Linked DNA regions of Mus musculus: regions 1 and 3 are each linked to region 2. A link is a contact called in public Hi-C data. All regions are on one chromosome and are shown on one strand. Each heading gives the region's core, a stretch centred on a gene start, on an enhancer-like site or on the middle of the called end of the contact. The rest is flanking DNA. Distances are from core to core; before and after follow the strand shown.

Region 1 (3,701 bases), core at 655-3,154, 200 kb before region 2:
AATGCAAGGGTAGAACGTTGGGAAGGGGCTGTGGGCAATCGATTTTTAAAGCTGTCTGACCCTGGTTTTCTTTTCAGTACCAAAGTGTAGTGGTGGATGCTGTCAGACCCAGCAACCCCGGAGATGGAGACAGGAGAATCAGAAGTTCAAATTTTCTGCTATGCAGTGAGTTCCAGGCCAGGGACACATCAGATCTTCTGCCTTAAAAAAGCAAAACAAAAGACCACCACCACCACCAACAACAACAACAACAAAAACCCACCAAAGTATTCTTGTATAGAAATATTTGACAGAGAGAAAAAACAAACAAAACCACAAAAAACCCACACACAAACAAGCACCCTACAAATCAGGCTTTGTAAGGGCAAATGCTCATTTTCAAAAACTGCTTTCCTCTGTGACCAAAGGGGAAGGTTCTGTGCACTCCCCTTTCTTACAGCATTTCCTGGAGGAAATGGAAGGCTGGAATATAAATCCATGGTTGTTCCTGGTCCCTTCTAGTAAGTGCAAATTTTGAAAAGTAAATGCTAGTTGTACAACCCAAAGATGTGTTTTCTACCTGCCTTTAAAGGTGCCTTATTTTTGTTCTAGGGAAGGGCAATTAGCTCCCACCAACCTCAGTTTAAAAACAAATATATTTCTCTACCTTTGAGGCAAGCAGGTATTGGTTGGCAGGTTTTATTTCAAATAGTTTTTCCAACAGTTTTCACGACTTAAGCCATCCTTTTAGAAGGGTGTGTCTCCTGTTGGTTGTGGTTCTTATTCCCAACACACACACCCCGGTTGCAGGGACGCTACGGATGACTTAAAGGTACTTCCCAGGACAGGTGCCACAAAGTGCTGGCAGAATTGCATCTCAGGGATCCATTCTTCACATAGCACGAGCAAAGTTTCAACCCAGGCTTGAGGCCCCTGAGAACCTTCTCACAGTAAGGGGCATCTCTTTGATAACAACACAAAAGCTCAGGTAAAACTTTAAAATGAGAGGCAATCTACTTGGCTCGGAGAAACCTCAGCTCTTGGCTGTGAAGCCGAAGGGAAGTAACAGGACACTTCGGGCAATGTTTTCAGCTCTTATTTTAAACAAAGAAGTGGGAGCAGGGAAGCGGCTCAGGACCCACCCAAGGCAACCTGGGCTTCCAGAGTCGTCTGTCTACCTCCAGCCTTTCTCCCCATGCAGTCGCGGGTGTCTAGGGCACCTCCAACCCAGCCTGGCCTGAGGTGGGTCCGGAGCCCCGAACCAGTCCACCTGCCGGGCAGCCCATCGCCTCACCTGCGGATCGCGAAGGGCGCAGTCGGCGACCGCCTCGCCGCGGTCCCCGAGTCAGCCGGTAGATACAGTAGCAGGCGCCGGCGCCCAGGACCAGCCCTGCTGCCACCCAGCCCACGTCCCGCGCGCCACCCATGCTGCTGCCTCGGAGCTGCAGGGAGCCGAGGAGCCAGGGCCACACGCAGGTGCAGCTGGGCCAGAACCAGCCCAGAGAAAGGAAATGGGGTTGGAGCTCCGCCTTCCGGAAGCCGCCCTGCTAAAATCGGAAGCCCTCCCACCCTGTGTGCTGCGGTTCCTTTCACCAGGCAGGCGGGATGCCCCTAGTGCAAGCAGCTTTTTCCTGGACCAAGACCGGGACTGCGGCGCGTTGAACACAGACCCTAGCTCCGCCCCAACACTCACTCTCCCGTCCAGCCCTCTCATTTTACCCGGCCCCGGCCTGTACTGTCCTGCCCCGCCCCTCCCCGCTCTGCCCCGCCTCTCTGCACTCGCCCCGCCCCTCTCTGCCCCGCCCCTCTGCAATCGCCCCGCCCCGCCCCAGTTGCCCCGCCCCCTCCCTGCTAGGTTCTTTCTTCATCTCGCGAAAGGCTTGGACTATTTGGCACCTCCTTTGTGGTTGCTAGGCAACGCTCCGGCGCGTCTCTCCTCCTCAACGTGAACAGCAGTAACCTATGAAACGCATTCTGAGTCCTGCTTCTGACCATGGCTTCACTACGCAGTGCCACCCCCAGGCTAAGGAGCTACTTCAGGGACAAGTACATTCCTCAAATCTGTGAGGTACTGCAGCCACATAGCCTCTCACACAGTGGGCGCGGGGAAAAACTGGGAGAGGCAAGGAGATTCCCGGAACTGGAGCTAAGAAGGAGCAGGATGGGGAAGCTTGAAGTCAATTTAGGGTAACTAGAGAGAGAAGGGTAGGTTAGAGAAGACCGAAGGGTGCCGGTGGCTAAAACCAAGCCCAGGTGGGGATGACAAAGGAAGGGGACGGGGGAAAGTGACAATCTGCAGGGGGCGCAAAGAGCACAGGGCCTGGGTTGGAATCTCCAAGTGTCAACTACTAAATTCTATTATGGAAGAGCGTCTTGAGCAAGAAGTGAGTGGTGAGCCACTTGAAGACAAAAGACTTGAGGGGTTCTGGGTGTAGGCTTCGCCCCGCCTCGTTGTTAGCAGGAGGGAAGAAGAGTCACCTGCCTCTACACACAGCTTCACAACACACCTTTTTAGAGATCGCCACCAAGCAAAACCTGAGGTCTTGGTTTCAACAAAGAAATGAATTTCGGGGCCAACTTGTATGAAGCAAAGCTGGCTTCATTAAACGCAGGAACAAAGGTGCTCCAGTAGAGAGAGTAGAACACACCTGGTCAGACAATTGCGGGCTTCTGAAGGGAGAGTCGACCTTAAGTGTTGTCTTCACAATGCTGACATCAGTATTTTTTCTTGTGACTTTCAAGGTTACATTTCTAAATGTTGCCAAGAAACTACTACCCCTTTTCTTTTTCTTTCTTAATTTCTTTATTCACTTACTTCCCGATTGCAGCCCACCCCTCTCCTCCCCTCCCAGTCCCTTACAAGCCCCTCCCCCACTACCCCCTTCCCCCTATCAGAGGAGAAGGGAAAACCCTCCTTGGGTACCACCCCAGAGTCCCAGAAGGATAAACATTCCCCTTTTATTAACATCACCCAAAGAGTATAGTCTGTAACAAAGTTAGATTAAAAACCGAAGTTTCTTTTTCTCTCAGTAACTAACATATAGTGCATTTATGAACAGCTTCATTTAGTTCTGGGAGTGGGGAGGCCAGGAATTCAAGATAATGTGTCATTTTGACCTTATGTAAGCAGAGCCTAATTACTGGCCTCGACATCCTTGGTTGAAGTGTCTGGAGATACAGCACCCAGCCTCAAGTGAGCACAGTTGAAGTCCATTAGGTTCTTACCCGCAGACTTAAAGTCCTTTCTGAGCAGTGAAAGTAGATCAGTTCTGAAGGAGCAGGGTTTCCTCCTCTACCTCCGCCTCCAGTCCCCTCCAGTCCCCTCCAGTCCCCTCATTCTGCCCTGCCTCGGGAGGACAGTATGGTATTGAAAACCAGGTTTTGTACTCCTGGGGGCAGGGAGCTGAGAAATCACTGGTGACTCCCATTTATCTGTATGTTATGTTACGCGGTGTATGTTATGTGGTGATACAGCGGGAGTTCTGAAATGGGGCGAATGAGGGAGTTCTAAGGGAGAGAGAAGAGTGCCATTCAACCTCCAGGGCAATTGGGCACAACACTTCCTTTTAGGATGGCTTTTCCCCGTGATTTTATCCAGATGATCCCTTCAGTCACCTCTGCTCACACATTAACAGCAGGGGCAAGACAGGTTTTGGGCACACTCATTCACTTTCCCTCAGACCATTAAGGTGACTTCTATTCTGCCAGGTCTCTCTGTACTT
Region 2 (3,871 bases), core at 1,233-3,732:
AATAGCAACACGTTTTCTCATAAAAATAAGTTTGGGAGGCAGAAGCCGGCCAGGCTGGCCTGCCCTCGCTCCTCTGGGTGCAGTCAGCCGGCCTCCTGGGCCAGTGCCAGTTCGGGAAGGGAAGGGATACAGGGTGAGGGAGAGATGAAGTGATGGGTGGAAGCGAGGGTAGCAGAGGTGTGCACATGCTGTGGAGAGAAGCAGCACTGGTGATGATGGGTGAGAGAGGGCTGAGAGGCGGATGGTGATCATGTCGTTGCCCAGTGGGTCAACAGGCTGGTGTACAGCAGCCTGGAGCTTAAGCAGATGCAGACTCAGCCCTGGAACAAGCTGCCCAGCTGCGGGATCATCCTGGCTCTGGGTAGAGGCCCCAGATGAGAACAGCCCACTTTCTACAGGAGACCTCCTTGAGGTTAACACCATGTCCCATGATACTCTGAGGGCATGTGTGAGTCAGGGGCCCTGATGTAGCTGGGGTCCAGCTGATGTGAAGGACCATGTTGTCACCTGATGACATGTAGATGTTCGTGGCCTGTGCCACGGCCTGAGTCCATGTTGATGTCCCTGGGCCCCCAGGGACCATTATGATGTGAGTGGCCTGAGCTCCCACCTGAGACCTCAGTGGAGACCATGCTGTTGAAGGCCATGTCTGGGTCTGAGGTCCTGCTACAAGATGGGGTCTGAATTGATATCCATGGCCCATGTCACCTCTGAAGACCAGCAGAGGTCCCTGTTCTGCATTGCTGCCTGAAGCCATGTTTATGTTTGTGGGCCATGCTGCTGCTAGAGACCTTAGGGATCTGAGTGGCCTGCACTGCTACCTGAGTGCATGGTGACAGAGGCCATGTCTGGGTCCTTTATGTACCCCGGTCTATGTTGATGTTTGTAGCCTATGCTACCACCAAAGGCCATATGGATGCCCTTGGTATATGCTGCAGCCTGAAATCATGTTGACTTCTATGCAAAATGTTGCCACTGGGGGCCACATTGAATGTGGGTGGCTTGCATGGTCACCTAAGGACATGGTGATGTCTGGGTCAGTGATGTCACCAAGGGCCATGTCTGGGTCCGTGGTCTTACTGCAGCTGGGTCTGTGTTGTGTTACTATGCTGTGTCCAGAAGCCATCTTGATGTCTGTGATTGCAGCTGCATCAGTGGGCCTTATCTGGGTCTGTGGCCCTACAGCAACTGGGAGCCCTGTTAGTGGTCTGTGTTGACATTAGAAACTATGGGACCATGCTCCTATGATCCATAAAGCGTAAATAAGCTACTTTTGCAGTGATATAGATGACTGCAGATACAGTTGAGAAAAAGGGACATGGAAGACTTCTGTGACAACCCCTCCCTTCCTCCCCAAATAGCAACAGCCTAGACAGGAAGCTGTCATAGAGAACTCTTAAGAACTGTGATAGGACGCTGGAGCATTGCCCTCCATGAGAGATGACTTCCAGCAGGGACTGGAAGGACTCAGCTTTATTTAGAGAGTAGGCCCCTGAGAGTTTGACCATGCCCCAGTGAGAATACAGAGAACATAAACTGATCTTTATTTTTTTGCTGTGGGGGAGGTCATTAGAGTGAGGGGCAGGAAAGGACTGGGAAGTCCTTGGTAGGGGTGTATGATGTTAAATCCTCAATCAAAGAATTAATAAAAATATTATGTTGGAAAAAAAAGTTTAGGATATTAAGCTTAAATATAGTCAATATTTTTATGGTGTGTGTTATACAACCATCTGCTGAGAGGGTGAGAACAAGGAATTCACTGAAATATATGTTCAGGGTCTTACTAGGATGACCCTTACTGCCCCTCCATCCATCCCACCTTGATACTTTAAGCTTCAACAGCACGTTCCTAAAAGCTCTTGGAACAAGGATGGAGGCCAGGTAATCACAGGAGAGGGAGCAAGCGATGTTGGTTTACCTAAGTGATTTAAAATAGTCAAAGCACTGGGTGTACACAATGAGTTAGAGTCTCTTTCTAATCTCTTTCCCTGTACTGGAAAACAAACAGAGCTAAGGACCAAGGGATGGAGGGAGAAACTGGCTGAATAACATGGAAGTAACTGAATAAAATTCCCCTCCTATTCCTGCTTACTCATGCACCAACGCTATAAAAGGAGTTGTGAGATAGTTGCTTTGACACAGAGTGACAATGGACAGCACCAGCAGATAGGTGGGAGGGGACTGAGGAAGTGAAACAGAAGTCCTTCCACTCAACTGTGCATTCTTTAAAGACGGCTACCATTTCCTGCACAACTCTGCACTCCTGGCTCCTAGATACCTGGCACACGGTAGCCAGTCAATAAGTGCATTCAATGAATACATTTAACCGTAGCAGAGGCTATGATTCATCATGTAGAGCCTCCTTTATACCTGAAGGGCTTTTGTTCATAGATGCGGAGAGAACTGCTGGCACACAGCCCTTTGAGGACAGCCCTCTTCGGAAACTGCTTCAACTGAACACAGCCGTCTTGGCCCAAGATCACACTCCTTCCTGGAGCAGCTGGGATCTAATGACCTGGGATATAAAACTCCAGTTTCCCTCACTATAACTTGAGGCAACTCTGAGGAACCTCGCCAGCTTCAGAGCTGTACTTGGGACTGCTGAAAGTCTATCATAGTCTGCCTTCTCCATGGAGATGGGGCTTCTTGCCCTGACATGGCATGGGGCCCAAGAAGTCTCTCCAGTAAACACTGCATTCTTATTTCCATCTCAGTGTTCTCTCAGGGAAACCCTACCTACGGCAACAGTGCATAAGAGACTTATTTAAACCGTGTAAGGAAGTATACTTGACTTCATATTAAAGCCAATAAATGTTCAAAGACTGTAGAAAACAAAACTCTTATAACTAGCAATATTTATTTCAGCTACATTAATCATTAGATCTAGAAATGTGTTCAATTAGTGGTAAATTTCCCCAAATTCCATTCTACCTGTCTAAAATGAAAGAAATAAAATATTTAAAAAGCATTAATGTATTGAATATGAACATGGCGTAAAGCAGAATAGAAAACAGTTGTTTTTCCTGCAGTGTTGGTCAATCAATATCTATCTTGGTAGGGAACTGTTTTACACCAAAACTTACTTGTATATTATTTATAATACTAATATGTCTTTTCTACCAAATGCAATATAAGCTATATCAGACCAGAATAAATAAATAAGTAAATAAATGCAGGTTTAATTGGCACAACTCCCCAGTTGATTACAGTCCCCAAGAACAGGGCTGAGGAAAGGCAGGGAAGTTTTCTAGTTCTCAGGTGAGGTGTGATGACGTGTGAGCCAGGAGCATGGTCAGAAGCTAGGCAGCTGGGAGGGCATTTGGGTAGGTGGTCATGTCAGAAGGCACGTTGCACTGGCTGCCAGGAGTGCCTTTTGGACACTTTCTTTAGAGTTATTTCAGTGCGGACTGGGTTGGGAGAAGGAGGGCAGATGGCTTTTCCCAGCTTGTGCTTGAGCAGGGGTGAGCGGTGGGCTCCAACCAAACAAATGCCTTAATTATGATCCCATAGAAGTGTAATGCTTATTAAAAGTCATTTAAAACATGAAATTACAAATTATTACTACTCACTACTGCAGTACTACTCATGTAGAGCTCTGCTCTACTTTAGGTTCAATACATGTTATCAATGTAGGGACTGTTGAGGCTCAGTCATTGAGTTGAGGTGCAAAGGTTATTCTAATTACCTACGTACACTGTTTTTTTTAAACAGAAGACTATTTGCTGATGTGTTACTTGCTAGCATGACTAGCAGTAACCACGTTCTAATACAACTTAATAAGTTGTGCTTACTTCTAAAACGTGGGAGTGCTGCCAAAATGTATAGACACTGATATCCAGCCTTACTAAGAAGTGAAATGAGCAGGCCATGC
Region 3 (3,633 bases), core at 652-3,151, 170 kb before region 2:
TTATGGCGGGAAGCATGCTCACATGCAGGGAGACATGTGCTAGCAAGGTAGCTGAGAGTTCTGCATCTGGGTCAACAGGCAGCAGGACAAAAGAGACACGGAGCCCAGCTTGAGCATTTGAAATCCCAAAGCCCACCTCAAGTGACACTCTTCCTCCAACCAGGTTACACCTACTCCAACAAGGACACGCCTATTAACAATGCTACTCTCTAATGACCAAGCATTCAAATAATGTGCCTCGAGGGGTCATTCCTATTCAAACCACCACATATGCATAAAAATAAAAGTTAAATTGTTAAGAAAAATACAAAGAAAAAAATGTCTAATGATGTATATGTATGAAAATATTATAATGAAAATCCTCAGTTTTAGGCTAACTTAAAAAGTCACTAAATCCCCACAGGATAATGTAAGGCTTCTAAATCTTAAAACAACACTAAGCATGATGTATTTTTAGAGATAGTCTCAGAATTTTCCCAATGAAGTAAATTATGAATTGGATGTTTGTTAAAATGGCAGGTAATAAGAGGGTAGATTTACATAATAGTGGAAAGTTGGGAATGAATTTTTGACACTAACATGTTAAACATCTGGGTTTGCTAATGTTATTCAATGAAATGAATGCGTTGCAAAGTTACTTTTTAAATCATTTATTAGCTGGGCACGGTGCCACATACTTTTGATCCTAGGAGTTGGAGATAGACAGATCTCTGAGTTTGAGGCCAGCCTCTTCTACATAGTGAGTTTGAGGCCAGCCTCTTCTACATGGTGAGTTTGAGGCCAGCCTATTTTACATGGTGAGTTTGAGGCCAGCCTCTTTTACATAGTGAGTTTGAGGCCAGCCTCTTCTACATAGTGAGTTTGAGGTCAGCCTCTTCTACATAGTGAGTATCCAGGTTAGCCTATCTCAAAAACAAAAATTAAACAAAACAAAAAGAGCCTTAAAGTCGTTAAAAATAGCATTTAACTTGATGACATCTCTGGCTAACTAGTTCTTGGGAACTTGAACAAAAAAAATATTGAGTTAAGTCTTAATTTTGGAATGTGTTAGTTTTAAAATGAATTCAAACTTATGCATGCAGACTGCCTAATATTTTGGAGGGAAAGCTGAGACTAATGATTTGAGAAATACAATTTGAACTTATCTGGGAAATATGCAGTTTTAGGTCTAGTTCCATCAACTCGTGAAAGCAAGTCAGGTTCTGTTTTGCATCATTTCCTCGGTATCATTTTTGGTCTTAAGGAGCGCTCCTTCCTTGACAGATGGTAGGGCTTATATACTATCAGTTAAACTGCTAGCCAAGCTCAGAGTTAGTGAGAGGGTTGTCAAGGCCCAGTTTCCATGAAATGCAAGCATTTTGGCACACAACACAGTGAAAAGCCTTATGTCGATGAATTTAGAGTTTGATTTAACTAGCTAAGCTAGTTGCTCGGTTAGTGAACAATGTAAACCTTGCCTTGTGGCTACCCTTCACCTTAGCTGTGACTTTTTGTGTGCACAAGAATAAAGCATGTGGACTTGCAAAAACAGTTACAGAATCACCTTCAGATGTCACAGCACTGCTGATTCATCTTCTCACTTGGGATAAAAAAATCCTCTCAATCCCGAAAAGCCAATAAAGCCTGGCCAGACTGTGGGGGAACCAGATGGTTCTGGCTTGCTAGGTTAAATTACTTGGAATTGTAAAATCAAACGAGTGTGTTCAAATTCGTGTTTTGATAACCCCATGGGTCAGTCTGACCTTAACCAACTAAGCAGAAAGTCATTGCAGGTTCTGTGGCTCTGTACTGAATGGGCTCCAAATTAGTTTCCAAACTGAGTCGCTCTGTCAAGGAACTCCATGTTTGTTGGCTCGCCTTGCGGTGTGGATGAGAAAAGCAGATGCTACAGAACACTTCTGGATTTTGCTTTTAGGAAGAGCTTGTTTTGGTCGCAGCCGCCCTACTCCCTGACCCCACTGCCATTGCTTCAGATCCCTGTCAGTGATGCACGTGAAAACTACAGAAGGGGAGACAGCAGGGCAGGAATTGTTCTGCCTTTGTGTGGCTGTGTCCTTGGCTGTGTGGCCCTGGGCCAAAAGACTGGCCAAAGAGATAGAGACAAAAGGGCCAAAAGGGCCAAAAGGACCTGCATTGCCAAAATGGCTGGAATATTTAGGGAAAAGACCTGGGTTGGAGAGGTTTAGGGTAGGGGTCAGTGTACAGCTCCCCAGAAGACCTTGTTACAGGTAGGGCCTGAAGGACACCTGGAGAACCTGGCAGCCTGAATCAGCCTTGATATGTTAAATGGGCACCTTAGCTAGCAGTTTGTCCCAGGTGTGAGACCTAACCATTATCATGAGCAGTTTCTAATTCTTTTAAATATTCTGACTTCTTGTTTATTTCTCCTGCCAGAGCATATGTTCTTTGGGATCTGGTGTCACTGTTTTATATATATATATTGTTTCTTTATTCCTAGTACCCAAGAGACTGTGTCACAAACAATGAAGATTTAATCATTTACTCAGTATCTATCTAAGCCTGCATACAGTACACAGGGCTCTCTTTTGGAAACTGAGAAAAAAAACCCAGCAGGTTAAACAAATAATAGCTTTGTTGTTATACATTTATATTTTAAGATGAATCAAATAGCAAATAAATCAACATGCACACAAAAGCATGCCATAGAGAAATTTTTATGTATGTCATGTGTGCATGTCTGTATGCTTGTTCACCCATGTGTGAATGCATACGTATTGTGTTTTCTGTGTGCATTTCGATGTATGCCTATGTGTGTGCTGGTGTGTGTGTGTGTGTGTGTCTGTGTGCGTAGGCTTGAGGTTGATATTGGGTGTCTTCTTTGATCACTGTTAATTGAGGCAGGGTCTCTGCTAAACCTGTAACTCACAGATTTTTGGCTAGTTTACTGTGGTGGTTTGAATATGCTTGGCCCACGGGAAGTGGCGCTATTAGGAGATGTGGCCTTGTTGGAGGAAGTGTGTCACTGTGTCGGTGGACTTTGAGGTTTCCTAGAGCTCATGCTCCATGCAGTGTGGAAGAGAGTCCCCTTCTACTACCTTCAGATCAAGGTGTAGAACTCTCAGTCCTCTAGCACCATGTCTACCTGACTTCGGCCATGCTTCCCACCATGGTGATAATGGACGGAGTCTCTGAAACTGTAAGCCAGCCCCAGTTAAATGTTTTCTTTTATGAGTGTTGCTTTGGTCATGGTGTCTGTTCACAGCAATGGAAACCCTGACTAAGGCATCTATCTAGACAGTTTCGCCTCTCTTGTAGAGGGGAGGTGGATGAAGTCTGGAGGCAGGGGCTTTTTCTAAGAAACAGCATGAGGGCAGGGGCAGTGGGAACGAAAAGGACCTGGGTAAGAAACAAACTGTAGTGAGACTCCCAGGCCAGATGACGTGTGGAACGGAGGGCTGAGTGAGGCTGGCTGGGACTTGACAGCGCAGCCCAAGGGCAAGCAGAGGCCTGGCCTGCTCAGGAAGAAAGATGTCAGGAATGAAGTCAGCATCTTTATTGATCCTACAGTCTGACTCCCCTAGCTCCTGACTTAATTCCCGAAGCCTTTCTAAATGATTTTCTTTCCATACCTGACCTGGCTGCTTTGGTGTGTCAACACAAGCTAGAGTCATC

The links. Hi-C and Micro-C count contacts between places; a contact is called where the count stands out from the background.
Region 1: a Hi-C map of uterus shows a contact between it and region 2, with 7 times the contacts expected there. The contact joins the promoter of Fbxl13 here to the enhancer-like site in region 2. A contact is called at or near these places in 9 of 39 promoter capture datasets (the C10 cell line, the HPC-7 cell line, HPC-7-derived erythroid cells and 7 more), 3 of 15 datasets of contacts at CTCF or cohesin (hippocampal excitatory neurons, large pre-B cells and pro-B cells), 129 of 484 Hi-C or Micro-C datasets (the 3T3-L1 cell line, 3T3-L1-derived adipocytes, the 4T1 cell line and 77 more), 21 of 115 datasets of contacts at active chromatin or transcription factors (the 230-238 cell line, PVALB interneurons, SST interneurons and 16 more) and 4 of 9 other capture datasets (adipose tissue, embryonic stem cells, liver and 1 more).
Region 3: a contact with region 2 is called in a Hi-C map of uterus, with 1.6 times the contacts expected there. The contact joins two enhancer-like sites. A contact is called at or near these places in 13 of 484 Hi-C or Micro-C datasets (CD8 T cells, DN2 thymocytes, LSK cells and 10 more), 2 of 115 datasets of contacts at active chromatin or transcription factors (bone marrow-derived dendritic cells and embryonic fibroblasts) and 3 of 9 other capture datasets (adipose tissue, liver and pancreatic islet).

Annotation. Positions count from the first base shown.
Region 1 is chr5:21,643,808-21,647,508 of GRCm38.p6, reverse strand. It overlaps Fbxl13 (F-box and leucine-rich repeat protein 13), which reads left to right and starts at 1,904. Exons shown (of 21, transcript NM_001199632.1): 1 at 1,904-2,047. The coding sequence starts at 1,973. It overlaps Armc10 (armadillo repeat containing 10), which reads right to left and starts at 1,503. Exons shown (of 6, transcript NM_026034.5): 1 at 1,274-1,503. The coding sequence starts at 1,406.
Region 2 is chr5:21,439,677-21,443,547 of GRCm38.p6, reverse strand. All of the region lies in intron 4 of Fam185a (family with sequence similarity 185, member A), which reads right to left. Among named protein-coding and RNA genes, the nearest start is that of Fam185a, 17 kb to the right of the region's middle. Within about 2 kb of position 2,482, at least 53 of the 459 cell types and tissues checked have an H3K27ac peak or open chromatin away from gene starts, as enhancers often do. A contact at or near this core is called in the 4T1 cell line, B cells, astrocytes and 6 more, where this site is marked.
Region 3 is chr5:21,606,914-21,610,546 of GRCm38.p6, reverse strand. All of the region lies in intron 7 of Fbxl13 (F-box and leucine-rich repeat protein 13), which reads left to right. Among named protein-coding and RNA genes, the nearest start is that of Fbxl13, 37 kb to the left of the region's middle. Within about 2 kb of position 1,901, at least 28 of the 459 cell types and tissues checked have an H3K27ac peak or open chromatin away from gene starts, as enhancers often do. A contact at or near this core is called in uterus, where this site is marked.